Regions from separate parts of the Nothobranchius furzeri genome. Here region 1 is linked to region 2. A link is a contact called in public Hi-C data. All regions are on one chromosome and are shown on one strand. Each heading gives the region's core, a stretch centred on a gene start, on an enhancer-like site or on the middle of the called end of the contact. The rest is flanking DNA. Distances are from core to core; before and after follow the strand shown. Region 1 holds the start of polr3g (polymerase (RNA) III (DNA directed) polypeptide G). Region 2 overlaps rtkna (rhotekin a).

Region 1 (6,202 bases), core at 976-3,475, 71 kb after region 2:
AATTTTTTTTTTGGAATCAACCAAATTCAAGATGGCTGCCACAGCCAATAGGACCAGCTGTAGCTCAGGAGGGAGAGCGGGTTGTCCAATAACCGGACGGTTGTAGGTTTGATCCCGGCTCCTGCCAAAGAATGCTGCTGTTGTGTCCTTGGGCAAGACAGTGAACCCACCTTGTCTGCTAGTGGTGGTCGAAAGGGCCGGTGGCGCCAGTGCGTCAGCAGTCTCGCCTCTGTCAGTGCGCCCCGGGGCAGCTGTGGCTACATTGTAGCTCATCACCAGGGTGTGAATGGGTGAATGACCGATTGTGCTGTGAAGCACCTTGGGGGGCAGTAGAACCCTAAGAATTAGCTACACATATACAGGGTATTTATCATTTAATCTACCTTAGAAAATAAAAACATAACAGCCAATTTTACATACACTGAGCAAAGAGGCGGTGTCATATTAGTGATGACTCATCCACCTCACACACCCAAGGAGCTATTGTTCAGTGTGTGAGATATCTGCATAAAACTTTGCCATTAACAGCTTGGAGTTAATGGGAAAATATTTCCTGCAACCACTCAATGGATTCCAGCAAAACTCTCCCAGCAGCCGTCGCCAGCAGCAAAGGAGCTTCCCTTTAGACCAGAACAGTGCTTTTAGTTTTGGATTGCTGAATGGGTGATGGGCTCACACGGTTTCATTAGTTGCAATAATCCCAGGGAGATGTCCACAAACGTAAACAAGCTGAGAAAAGCTGCAGTGGAAGAATAGAGAGAGGCGTGCAGAGCGGAAAATTTTAATTGTCAGATATTCGACAGCAAAGCTGTATAGTAGTCGACAGTACAGAGCACCGTAACAAACATAGGAGGTAGTTGACACCGGGTCTTCACTGAGCATTGTAATAATATGCATAGAGAAAAGCTATGGCCATAGCCACAGAGGAGAACCCAAGCTCCCCGTTCTCTGTAGTGCACGTGTGCTGTTGTGCTATAGAAGAACTTCACATCTGCTTAAAGTATAAAAAAAACATCTATTCATACTATATGATCAACATACACATAATAATTAATAAATAGAATAACACTTGTAAATATTTGCTTCATATGAAACAGATTCTTGACTTATGTAAACCCATTAGGGGCATTTTTGACTGTAGTTTGGCAATTATATGATTTCTGTTGGATTACATAAGTAAGTAAAGAGTTATATTAAATAAGGATGTTTGCATTTCCTCTCCTTTTATTATTTTAGGTCCTTTGTATTAAAAGATTCTCCTTGTGCTTCCCTCAGCTCTGTGTGCTGCTCTCATTAGCAGGCACTGCGTGGGTTGGAGGCCCGCAGTGCCAACCCGGCCATAGTTCTCCAGGCCAGTGTGGAAAACTTTGCGGAGCACGTTCCCGCCCTGCTGACATACGTGGACGCGAGGCGGTGCAGGCGCTTTGCACCGAAGGCGTTGTAGTGGCCGGGAAGAACTTGGTCCACCTGTTGGGATGTATTCAGCTTCAGAAATAGTGTGTGGCACGTCTACTTCATTAACCACAAAATAGCAACTTTTATTATCTAATATAATCAATTACTCTAAATAGGATTAGGCTCTATTATTCTGAATTAACTGCCCCCCTGGGAGCTTTTTGTGTTACCTGCTCGCTGTCCACCAGCCCCACCAGACGCTCACAGCTGCTGACGTAATCACTGACCTGGCTATAGGGAAGCCAGTCGATCATGGCGCCATCGTACACCACATCTCCACTGAACAGCAACTTATTGTCGCGGTCGTGGAGGCAAATGCTTCCTCGAGAGTGACCCGGCATGTGAAGCACCGTCAGCAGACGGTCGCCCAGGTTAATGACATCGCCTGGATGGGGAGAGAAAACTGTAATCATACAGAAGTGATGAAACACATTCCCAGGAATCCCACCTATCTGCAATCCCCGTTTTATAATATTTACTTCCACACCATACTGTGCCGAGTCTGGAAAATGCATCATAACACTGATTGGTTCCATGAGCAGCTCAGTGTGAAAAAGTGAGTGAAGCTGACACATGGCGCAAGGAGATATTGCGACTGCACTGCAGCAGTAACACTGACACAGCAGAATATTGACCGACAGAACTGAAATTATCCTGGAAACTGTACCAGAGATGAAACTTTGTGGCGACCAGCAGCCAGAGCTGCTCGGCTCAAATTCAGTCTGTCATACAACTTTCACCTCTATCATGCACATATGAGTAGTGCTGTGGCTCTTCAAAAACAGGAGGGTGAGTTTTTTGTATCAGTTATTGTGTATCCCCTGATGACTAAAATAGAGTAGCTGTTGTGTGGGACGCTTTCAGGAAGTGTGTTGTTGCTCAGGCTCTGTAATCTCCTCTTCCTGTCTAGAAGAAACAAAAGCCATCAACGTCTTCAGCATCTTCACCTAAAATAGAACAGCTGTATAGATAGACAGGTGATGGTAGATTCAGAGAAAAACTAAAGTAGATCAAATATCATGGGACCGTTCACAGCTAACCCCCGTTTGATGATGACCTGTCTAGTCTTGTTTACATTTGTCCGAGAACTAAACTAGAATATATTTAACATGCGGTAGGATTTCATCAGTAAATCACCTTTTTAGACTGGTATTTATGTTTATGGATGTGCATTTAAAAATGATTTTAATGCTAATTTCAAATGCAGAAGGATGAAAAATGCCATTACAGCTTACACTAAGCCCAGTCGGCTATATCTCCCACCTACCCTCCTGCAGTATGTGTGTGGGCTGCACAGCCTTGACTTTGTAGTGTCTAGCCCGCCATCCCGGACTGGGAGCCTCGGCTATCTCCCTGTCACTGAGCCAGGTGACCGTCTCGAAGTTGTCCCCGTTGGCCAGGGCGTCGACCTCCGCGCTGTGGACGCCCACCTGTTGGAACTGATGCAGCCCGCCCGAGTGGTCGAAGTGGGCGTGGGTGGCGATTGCCAGCAGCGGGTTCTTCCTCTGCGGGTCTTTTCCGAGCAGCCCCTTAGCGTCGATGTAGTCAGGTAAGCTCCTCAAGCCCAGACCCGTGTCTATCACCACGTCCTGGTGGGTGCCGCGCAGCAGCCAGATGTTGGCCCGGTTATCTGACTGGTAGAATCGCTCTTGGATCCAGAAGAGTCCGTCTCCGAGCGACTTGTGAGCGTACCAGTCGGTTCCAGACATCCCAGGTTAGCTGGCTTCGTGCTGTCAGGTGCTTCAGGGTCGTCGTAGCCTCCTAGCTAACAAGTAATGTGTTTTCATCAAGGCTAATATGATGATGTCCGCCCGCACACACCCTTCTTTGATACAAGCTTTGTCATTGGCTACTCAAGTGGATAACGACACTTCAATTCTGGTTTTCTATTGGGTGCATGTAAGCCACACCTTCTAAAATGTGACACGTGCGTGGGAAGCAAGTAGCCACATTTCTGTAGTTTGTACGGAGTACGCAGGCTTACCACCCGGTACGAGTAAAACATAGCTATAAAAACACGCTTCTGGTTAGTTTGGCTGTTTTTGGTGAATTCAGGAGAACGTTAACTCGCCGAACGATAGCCTAAATTACTCAATTAGGTATATTTAAAACTATAGAGACTCAGTAGGAGCTGGCACTGAAACAGACATAAGCAGCAGACCGCTAACTGTCCAATAGTGAGTATTAGCACGTACACAAAACAGTTTCTGACGTTTGTAAATGTGGTAAAAGCCTCATTAGTGTGAGGACGTGCTGGACAGTGATATTGTGTGTCGCAGCTACAGGAGGAGAAATCCACAGCCACCGTCATGGCTGGAAAGGGTCGTGGAGTGGGTGCCTTCACCTTCAACATAGAAGCTCTGGGCATCGGTAGAGGTAGCATGCCAGAAGCCAGGATGGGGCCAAGTCCATTGTTTCCTGTAAGTAACACACACACACACACACACACACACACACACACACACACACACACACACAGTCTGACTCACAAACCTACAATAGAAACTAGAAAACATTAGAATATGGTGCAACAATCAGTTTATTTCACTTGTATCTCTTAGACTGCGAGACCATCTAAGGGCTCAGGAACCCTTGGCAGATGTTTTGGATTCATTAGCTGATTAGAATGTGACAATGAATCTAGAATATTGAACCGTTTCACAATATTCTAACTGCCTGAGATTTTGAATGTGGTGTTTTCATGAGCTGTAAGCCATAATCATCACAGTAATAACAAATGCTTCAAATACCTGTTTTAGCATATAATGCATCTCTCATATATTAGTTTCACAGTTTAAATTGAATTACTGACATAAATGAAATTTTGCACTATATTTTTTCAGTCTCTCTCTCTCTCTCTCTCTCTACTAAAGTGCAAACAAGTTCTAAACAAGCAAATTGAACCCATTTTTTCCCCAATTGTAACTATAGTTACATCATATAAGGGCAGACTTTGATAAGAAACGACTGCATTCTGAAAGCATGAAAAACATCTGCAATAACAGACATCTGGAGGAAACAGGGTCTTTGAGGGTAGTTTTGGAGCAGCTTTTGTTCCAATTGGTTTAATTCCCCTTTAGAAAAATGAAGATGGATTATTTTGAGCTCATCTGTCCAAAAGTCTTGATTAAAATTAAACACAGCCTTAGTTATTTTGTTTATGTAACATCTGTTCTCCTAGAATACAGAATTTAAACCCGTTCCACTGACAGTCGGTGAAGAAGAGGAGTACATGCTGGCCCTAAAACAGGAAATGCGAGGAGCAATGCAACGGCTGCCGTGCAACATAAAATATCAGACCAAAAAAGCAGGTGAGCGGGAGAGTGGTGCATTGGAACCCATCATCTGAGAAAATCATTGTGAGCGTAGATAATGCAGCTTTTAGGAACCGAGACATTTAGTCAGTCATGTCTTGGGAAAGAGCTGAATCCTGGCAGAAAATCGAGTTAGTCTCATCTTGCAGTATTAAGCTAATGTATTTGGTTCAGCATTACAAATGTTTCAAAGTATCCTCATTGAAAAGAGTGAATGATTTAGTTTTTTTCTGAATCGTCATTCCTTTAGTTGCTGATTTGGTCTTTAGGCAGATTTCTGATTGTTTTGGACAACAATCAGCTATAATTCTCATATATTCCTGAATACATACTGAGCATGTTTTCATGGGACTGAGCTGTTTCTTGTTTTACATGAAACAGAAGTGGAGAAATACACTGAGCGATACCTGAAGCAAAGCCAGATTGTGGATGATGAGTGGACTCCAGGTACATTTACAAACACACAATCAGATAATTGGACCATTTTGTTCTTTAAAGATCATTCTAAGTATTATTCTTTGTATTTTAGACTGGAACCTTTTTCCAAAAGAACTGATGCCCCGAAGTAAAAAGCCTCGATCTAAAGTGGGTATGTTATTGCGCCCATGTTTGTGAAACGCTTTATTATGAAGTAACTTTAAGACTTAATATAAAAGCTTTACTTTTTACTTTAACAGGCATAAAGAAGAAAGCTGTGAAGGTTTCAGTCAAAGAGGCCGCTAACATTATAAATAAACTGGATGTAAGTTATTTTCTACACTTTTTAAAATGGGGAAAAGATCATCACAGTTACTTTTTTCAAATCGCATTTATGTAATCTAATTACTTACCGAGTTTGGAAGCACTATCCAGAGTTCACATTTTAAAGAGTCTTCAAGCATCGGTTCAAATCAACACTGGTTGGTGGTGATTACAGTTTAAAAATATAAGTAATTGGACATGTTTTACTTTTATCTCAATAAAAGACAGTAGGGAAATTCAGTTGCTACAGCAGCACAGACAGAGAAAAGGAAGAAGAAAAATAATACCAAGATTACAGGTAAACACACAAAAGCAGTCAGCTATTATTGTAACCTGCAACCAATAAAAACAAATAAAAAGGGCTATGCAGCATAAGGGACACAGACAAACTAATGTACATCAGGCTCTGCACAAGTGTAGAACACACTGAATATTGCATTGATGTTATTGTGTAACGGGAAAATGCCAGTACCAGTTAGGGCTGCTCAATTAATCGAATTTTAATCCCAATTACGATCTGAGTTTTGAACGATTATAAAAACAAAACAAGCAGATTATTTGCTCCTCCCACTTGCGCTGCCCTGAGTTGCAAATGAAGCGCTCCTCCCACAGTGTTGCCAACTTAGCGACTTTGACGCTATTTCTAGCAGCTTTTCAGACCCCCTTCTTGACTTTTTAAATCTTAAAAGTAC
Region 2 (6,338 bases), core at 2,432-4,931:
GGAGAGCCTGCAGATCAGCGCGAGAGAGAGCCGGCAGATCAGCGCGAGGGAGAGCCGGCAGATCAGCGCGAGGGAGAGCCGGTACCGGCAGATCAGCGCGAGGGAGAGCCGGCAGACTTGCGCTGCTGCGAACCGGTTCCGCCCAAGGCCGGATTAACTGGGCAATTGCCCAGGGCCCATGAACTCTAAAGGGCCCAGGGCACGAGCACAATACTGTATCTATAATTTCCCGCTTTATGAGGACTATGGTGACCGTACGTTCCGTTTTCCCCGGACTTGTCCACTTTTCACTCTCTGTCCGGGCGTCCGGACTGGGGGTTCTTGTATTGATGAAAATGTCCGGCTTTTCATCCAGGAGCAGGGATCGAATTATGGGGGAGCTGTATATCCTACACATCCGGGGAGCCGGAAAAAAGTTTTCTTTATTATATCATTTATATCATTTTTGGACTCATTTGAGCAGAGAGCGGCACAGCGCTTTGTTGCGCAGCGATTCAGGCAGCTGCTTCCAGCTCACGGTCCATTCTCAAAGTGGCGCAACCAAAAAACTATAATTAGCACACGATCGTTCATGTCTGCACATGTTCTCTATTTTCTGTCATTTGTGCCTGAAGCGCGCTACTGCGGAGCTCATCACCTGTGCTGCGGTGATGTCACCTCACGCAGCATCGAAAACGCGCTCTGAGCTTTGCGGTCAGGAGATTTTTGATCTGCTCAAAAGTAACTGATGAGGTGAAAAAGTAAGAACCCAGGCAGCAGTTTTTCTGGAGAATTAAGAGGAGATGCAGGAAGATGAGAGACAGACAGGACAGGAAAATAGTTAAATAAAAACAAGAAAACAAAACAAAGTGTTGAAAAGTAAAATGTAGGTAGATTTATCTCCATTACACGTTTTTACCAGTGAAAAACATATTTATACATCTGATACAATTCAGATCACCTTCAAAACTCAATCACACACCCAGGGCCGTTTCAAGACATTTTGGGGGCCAAGGCAAAATGCCCCCCCCCCCCCCCCCCATAACTGGGCTCCCCAGAAGCCTCTGTGTAATCCATACCCTCTCCAGTAGTGTTAGTTATACAGTGTTTATAAAAGCCCCTCAGACATTACTGACATGTTCTAATATTATCAGATGAAAAACTAAATTATCAGACATGCTGTCTCATCTGCTGCTTTTCTAAACTTGCAAAAAGTAACAAAACTATTTGAAAGCCACTATTTGTGGATTCTTTGAAAGTTTCCATGGAGTGTGGGACAACTTATTTTTTCATTGATCCTATCGTCTAATCTCACAGCTGAAACAAGCATCCTGAATAATCTGTGCACAGGAAGCTTACCAATGCTGTAGTAAAACAAAAGGTATAATAATTTATTATTAATAAAACCTTGTTGCAGCACTAAAGCAGAAAAATGAGATTTTGCATTAAATATGCAAAATATTTACATATGAATTGTTTTAGAGCCCTTTTATTGGCAGAATCTGATATTAACTTAGTTCTTACAAAAAATGGGTCCCAACATGGTTTGTGTGGTGTTGCCATAGTGTGACGTCATAGGCACAGATCCCCTGTCCTCTTGTTTGGAAATGGAAATATGGTCACCCTATTAAACAAACTCTCCACCCGGGCTTTTGCGCTGCACAGAGACGCTTCGCTGCCTATGACTTTGAACGTCAGTTGAGAGTCAGTCTCATGCAGACTGACCAATGAAGAGAGGGCCTCAAGTTAAGACCCTCTCCTCATTGGTCAGTCCACACGAGGTGGGTCAAAGGTTACTCTGGGCGGGTTACGTGTTGTCAGGCATTCAAGTATTGAGTATATTTACTGCATATTACAGTAAAATATTCTGTATGTGACCACATTATGGTGATCCTCGGGTCGTGATGATGGAGCCCTTGAATATTGTTGCCCAGGGTACGACAAAGTGTTAATCTGGCCCTGGTTCTGCCGTCACATTCCCGCAGAAACTGGTTGATCACACCGGGGCCAGACTACTAGCATGTGGCTTTACAACCACAATGTCCTCGGAAGTAAAAACGCTTTTAAAAGGGAGGGAGGAGTCCTAACTGTTGCTGCAGGCGTGTTGTGTGAGAGTGCAGTTATATACTGGTTAATATATTTTTGGGTTCAGTTGCTTTCATGTGGCCTAATGTGAGTCTATTTGGGATCATTGGAATGATCAGCAGCATTTCTTGATGTGACTTTATGGCAGTTGCCCAGGGCATCATCGCAAGGAGGATGGCATTAATTTACTTTTGTTTTATTTGGTATTTTTTCAGTCATTTTTGGAAATAGTGATCAATTTTGATTAATTCACAGCCTATGGTTAATTACATTTAAAAATTAGTTGTTTGACATCCCCAGTTATAATAAATGTCAACAGATGAAATCAAACAAAACAGATGACAATTGCCCTTAAGCTGTTTAACTTGGACCAAGCATTTTAGGTCACAGATAGATGTAGCTTATAGGGTCTCTGTCTATACATCTTATAAGACAATTTAGGTGATGGCATGTTGTTTTTCTGCTATTGAACTGTTTTCTAATAATGTTGTGTTAAATAAAGTGAAGGAAGGAGAGAAATAACGTTTCCCTAGCAGTTTTTAAAAATTTCCCCATGTAATCCGATTAATCGATTAATCGTGTCGAGACCCCATCCGATTCATCGATTATCCAAATAATCGTTTGTTGCAGCCCTAGCGGCAGGCATACATAAGTCATTTACCCAAACAAAGCCATTCGGTCAAACATGGCCGTCGAAGAGATATAATTCCTCTCACTGATCAGACTTATGTTAAGCATAATTCTGCACACATGAAGACGCATAAGAGACCTGGATGATGAAGCTCAATGGTTAAAGGAATCACGGAAGCGGTGTGAAGCTGTGTGAAGCTCTCCGTCGCGCGTCTAGGAGACGGTACCGTAGGAGGCGAGCTGCCATGGTTCGCTGCATGCTACAGTAGCGAGCTATCTAGGTGCGCACAGAGTCCCCCGGTCCCCTCCTCCTCCCCCTCCTCCCTGTCCGGAACTCGACCTCACCAGTCTGAAGCCTCCACCCTGCCCGTGACAAGTCCGGTCCTGTTACTAGGGGCTTCGTCCGGTTTAATCGGAAAAGGTTATCCGGATGTTTGTATTCAGTCACAAAGGTCTTAAGGACAGAGTCCCGAATATTTCCGTTTTTCATGGCCTGTCTGAAGGGGTCTCGAGACACTTAAACTCCTCCACTTGGGGCAGGACCTCATGCCTGACCCGGAGAAAACATTCTACCGTTTTCCGACTGGTTAATGGTCATTACTGAAACAATCGAATGAAAACTCCTTTTTATTTGATAGTACTTTTTATCAACATAAATGTGGTATTTATTGGAATTTTTTAAAATAAATTTCCTTTTATCGTTTTCATTTAGTCTTAAAAGGGGAACAGAAAGTTTCTTTGGGTGATTTAAATGTTGATATATTTTTCCTTCCCTCATTTGTTTTAAAACCCACCAATGAATTTTTTTTTCTAGATTCCCTAAACAGATTAACTTTTGCGTTTTAGTGTGTTTAGTATTTCTATGAGGCAACTGTCAGGACACGGCTTAACAGCTGAGACCCTTTTGCTTGCGCCGTGAGTACACCCCACCCAGTCACACATTCACAGAGCCTCAGACTGGAAGCGTGAACATAAATAGTCGACAAGAACACGCACACAGGAAGTGAGTCGCACCCTTTCTCAGTATCCAGTTCACACACGTTGGTCTTTCCATCTGTAAGTCTGCTCTCTCTCTTTCTTCCTTACAGGGCTATGAATGAAGGCTGGTGTCATGAACTTGTCATTCATGATACCTGCAGTTTGTCAGCCTCTGTTTTACACACACACACACACACACACACACACACACACACACACACACACACACACACACACACACACACACACACACACACACACACTCACTGAGGCATGGATGGTGACTAAGCAGTAGTGTCTCACAAGTAAAGTCTACTGCACATTGTCAGACACAGACGAGCTTTGTTCGCCCAATGTACGGTGTCCTAGCGAAACCGTCACTGCCTGCAGAAAGACAGAGATGTGCAGAGACGGATTAATCACTGAACACACACCTTCAGATGTGGAAACTCCCTTCACGCATCATCAAACTTGTCTCATTCCTTTTCCACTTTAGTTAGTGAGCTGAATGAAGCGATTAGTCCAGAACTTCCCCTCTAGTTGGAGGAATCCTGGGAAAATATCACAATAGGAAGATTTTGATCCTGCAATGTGTTGTAGCATCATGAATTTCCTGTTTTTGACCTAAAGGTCATGATCTGCTGCATCTGCTCTAGCAGAGACATAAAGTCTCTGACAGGCTAATCTACATGAGATAGTGGCCAAGGTCTTTCATGCACTCTGCTCATCTGAACTGCTTCACCTTTGTTACAGCTCAATACGAAGACGAACACTTTTGATAAATACATAATTAACAACTCTGTTATTACCAATAATAATGTGAGCCCAATGTTCAATCAATCTGTGAAATGACAATGTTAGTACTTGATATTATAATCCTGTGATCAGTAGTATTTTACAAGTTATTATAATCTTGGACATTTGCACAAGACACTAATGACACGTAATGCTAAAGCCACATGACACATTTCTTTTTGTCTGATCCAATCAGAACCTTTGTTTCTGGCGCGAGGTGTGGTTTTCTGTGGTGTTTGTATAAACCCCCTTTTGCATGTCAAATTCTGATTCGCCACTAAACCAAAATATTACAATTATAAAAACTCTTCCATGCCACCTTTTCTTTAGTTCAAAGCGTTCTAGAGGAGTCTCGGACAGGCCATCCGGACTTCCTCGAGAACCTCGACAAGCTGGATAAAATCTGTTGCAAGTTACACCTGACCGCAACGGTTCCTTCAGAATAAAAGCTGAACCTCACGACCCTTTCAGGGTCTCTGAGATGCCAGTGTTAACCTGTCGTGACCTGGAAGCATTCCAAGACTAGTTTGGTCGGCACCACTGCTTTTCTACCGGCTTCGGTACCAAGGAGGGTCCAAGAGGACCTCGGCATTCTGGATCTAACGGAGGCTTCCCCTGGGTACGTAGACCGACAGATGGCGTTTCATGTGTGTTTTAAATCTCCTACTAAAGTTTAGAGCGAAACATTCACTCCCACTCAGAACTAAATGCTTCTCCGGATCCTAAGGTTCTGATAACCACATTCCACACATACATCGTTCATCTCACGTCTCACTCCACCTTAGTCCATCAGTACACAGAGTGTTAAAGTTAGTCTTGTTTAACTTGTGTAGAAACAACTGACTCTCTGACAGTGTGAACTAAGCTCTACCAAATAATAGGAATGGATGGATGTTGATCAATAATAATCAAGTGAATGATCTGTGGAATAAAGATGTCATGATTTATGTGTTTAATGAAAACAGGACTACTGCACAGACAGACTGACCCTCATCTCCATAGAAACGCATGACACATTGTTCCAACAAATCAGAGCTTTCGGCTGCCGTAAGAGAATCTGGCTTGTTGAATTAAAGTGTCCAATCCCGTTTACTAAAACTTAAAACAACTCAGAGATATAAAAACAAGGCAACGCCATTTTATGGGCAGTTCCATTTTGACTTCAGTTCTGTTCAGTTGGAAGTCCTACGGGGTTCCACCGTCATCAAAAGAGAAGTACAGCCTGGCCAGATGTGCTTTCTTCTTTAACTGAGAACTGTGAAGCTACTGGAGATTTCCGTTGTTTACCAACAAGACGACATCCCTTCAAAATAAGAGCACCACTAGCTGACGCTGCCGATGGTACCGGGGTCGACCCTTCAGACGGGCTTTGACGTGCTGTGACCGCTGCTTCAACCAGCTCCAGTACACATCCGAGGTCCTAAGACCTGGCATTTCCTGATCTACCTGGGAGACTCCACAGGGTACGTACACGGCAAAATAGCTGCTCATGTCATCAGCTTCCGAAGCCTCGTGGTCCCGTAGTCATAACAACCAGATACGCTCCGTCAGCCTAAAGATCCTGAACAAAACACACACGCACGCACCAACACAACATCCAAATCCATTTTCATCCATCACAGAGTTAGTCTTGGTAGATTGTTAAGAATTTATAATTAAGAAATTAAAGATTCTTAAACGATCCCAACTCTCTCTCTTTTCTTGTCTCAAAGTCAATACAGAGTGTTTAATTAAACTCCCTGATGATAAAAACAGCCCATCTTCTGATTATAAAACTAGATCTACTTACATTATAATAAAATACAACTCTAGATCGTTACATCACTTTATTTCACTACAGGTGGTATTAAAGAATATAAAATGCTGATTAA

What was found. Hi-C and Micro-C count contacts between places; a contact is called where the count stands out from the background.
Region 1: a Hi-C map of skeletal muscle shows a contact between it and region 2, with 3 times the contacts expected there. The contact joins the promoter of polr3g here to the enhancer-like site in region 2. A contact is called at or near these places in 2 of 2 Hi-C or Micro-C datasets (skeletal muscle and tail fin).

The regions. Positions count from the first base shown.
Region 1 is chr17:41,396,518-41,402,719 of NfurGRZ-RIMD1, forward strand. polr3g (polymerase (RNA) III (DNA directed) polypeptide G) reads left to right here and starts at 2,226. Exons shown (of 8, transcript XM_070546077.1): 1 at 2,226-2,244; 2 at 3,735-3,875; 3 at 4,637-4,766; 4 at 5,151-5,216; 5 at 5,299-5,358; 6 at 5,447-5,511. The coding sequence starts at 3,765. mblac2 (metallo-beta-lactamase domain containing 2) reads right to left here and starts at 3,289. Exons shown (of 3, transcript XM_054731435.2): 1 at 2,723-3,289; 2 at 1,683-1,840; 3 at 1,148-1,467. The coding sequence starts at 3,164. The coding sequence ends at 1,294.
Region 2 is chr17:41,324,465-41,330,802 of NfurGRZ-RIMD1, forward strand. The region is part of intron 1 of rtkna (rhotekin a); the gene reads left to right. Among protein-coding and RNA genes, the nearest start is that of rtkna, 14 kb to the left of the region's middle. Within about 2 kb of position 3,682, at least 1 of the 3 cell types and tissues checked has an H3K27ac peak or open chromatin away from gene starts, as enhancers often do. A contact at or near this core is called in tail fin, where this site is marked.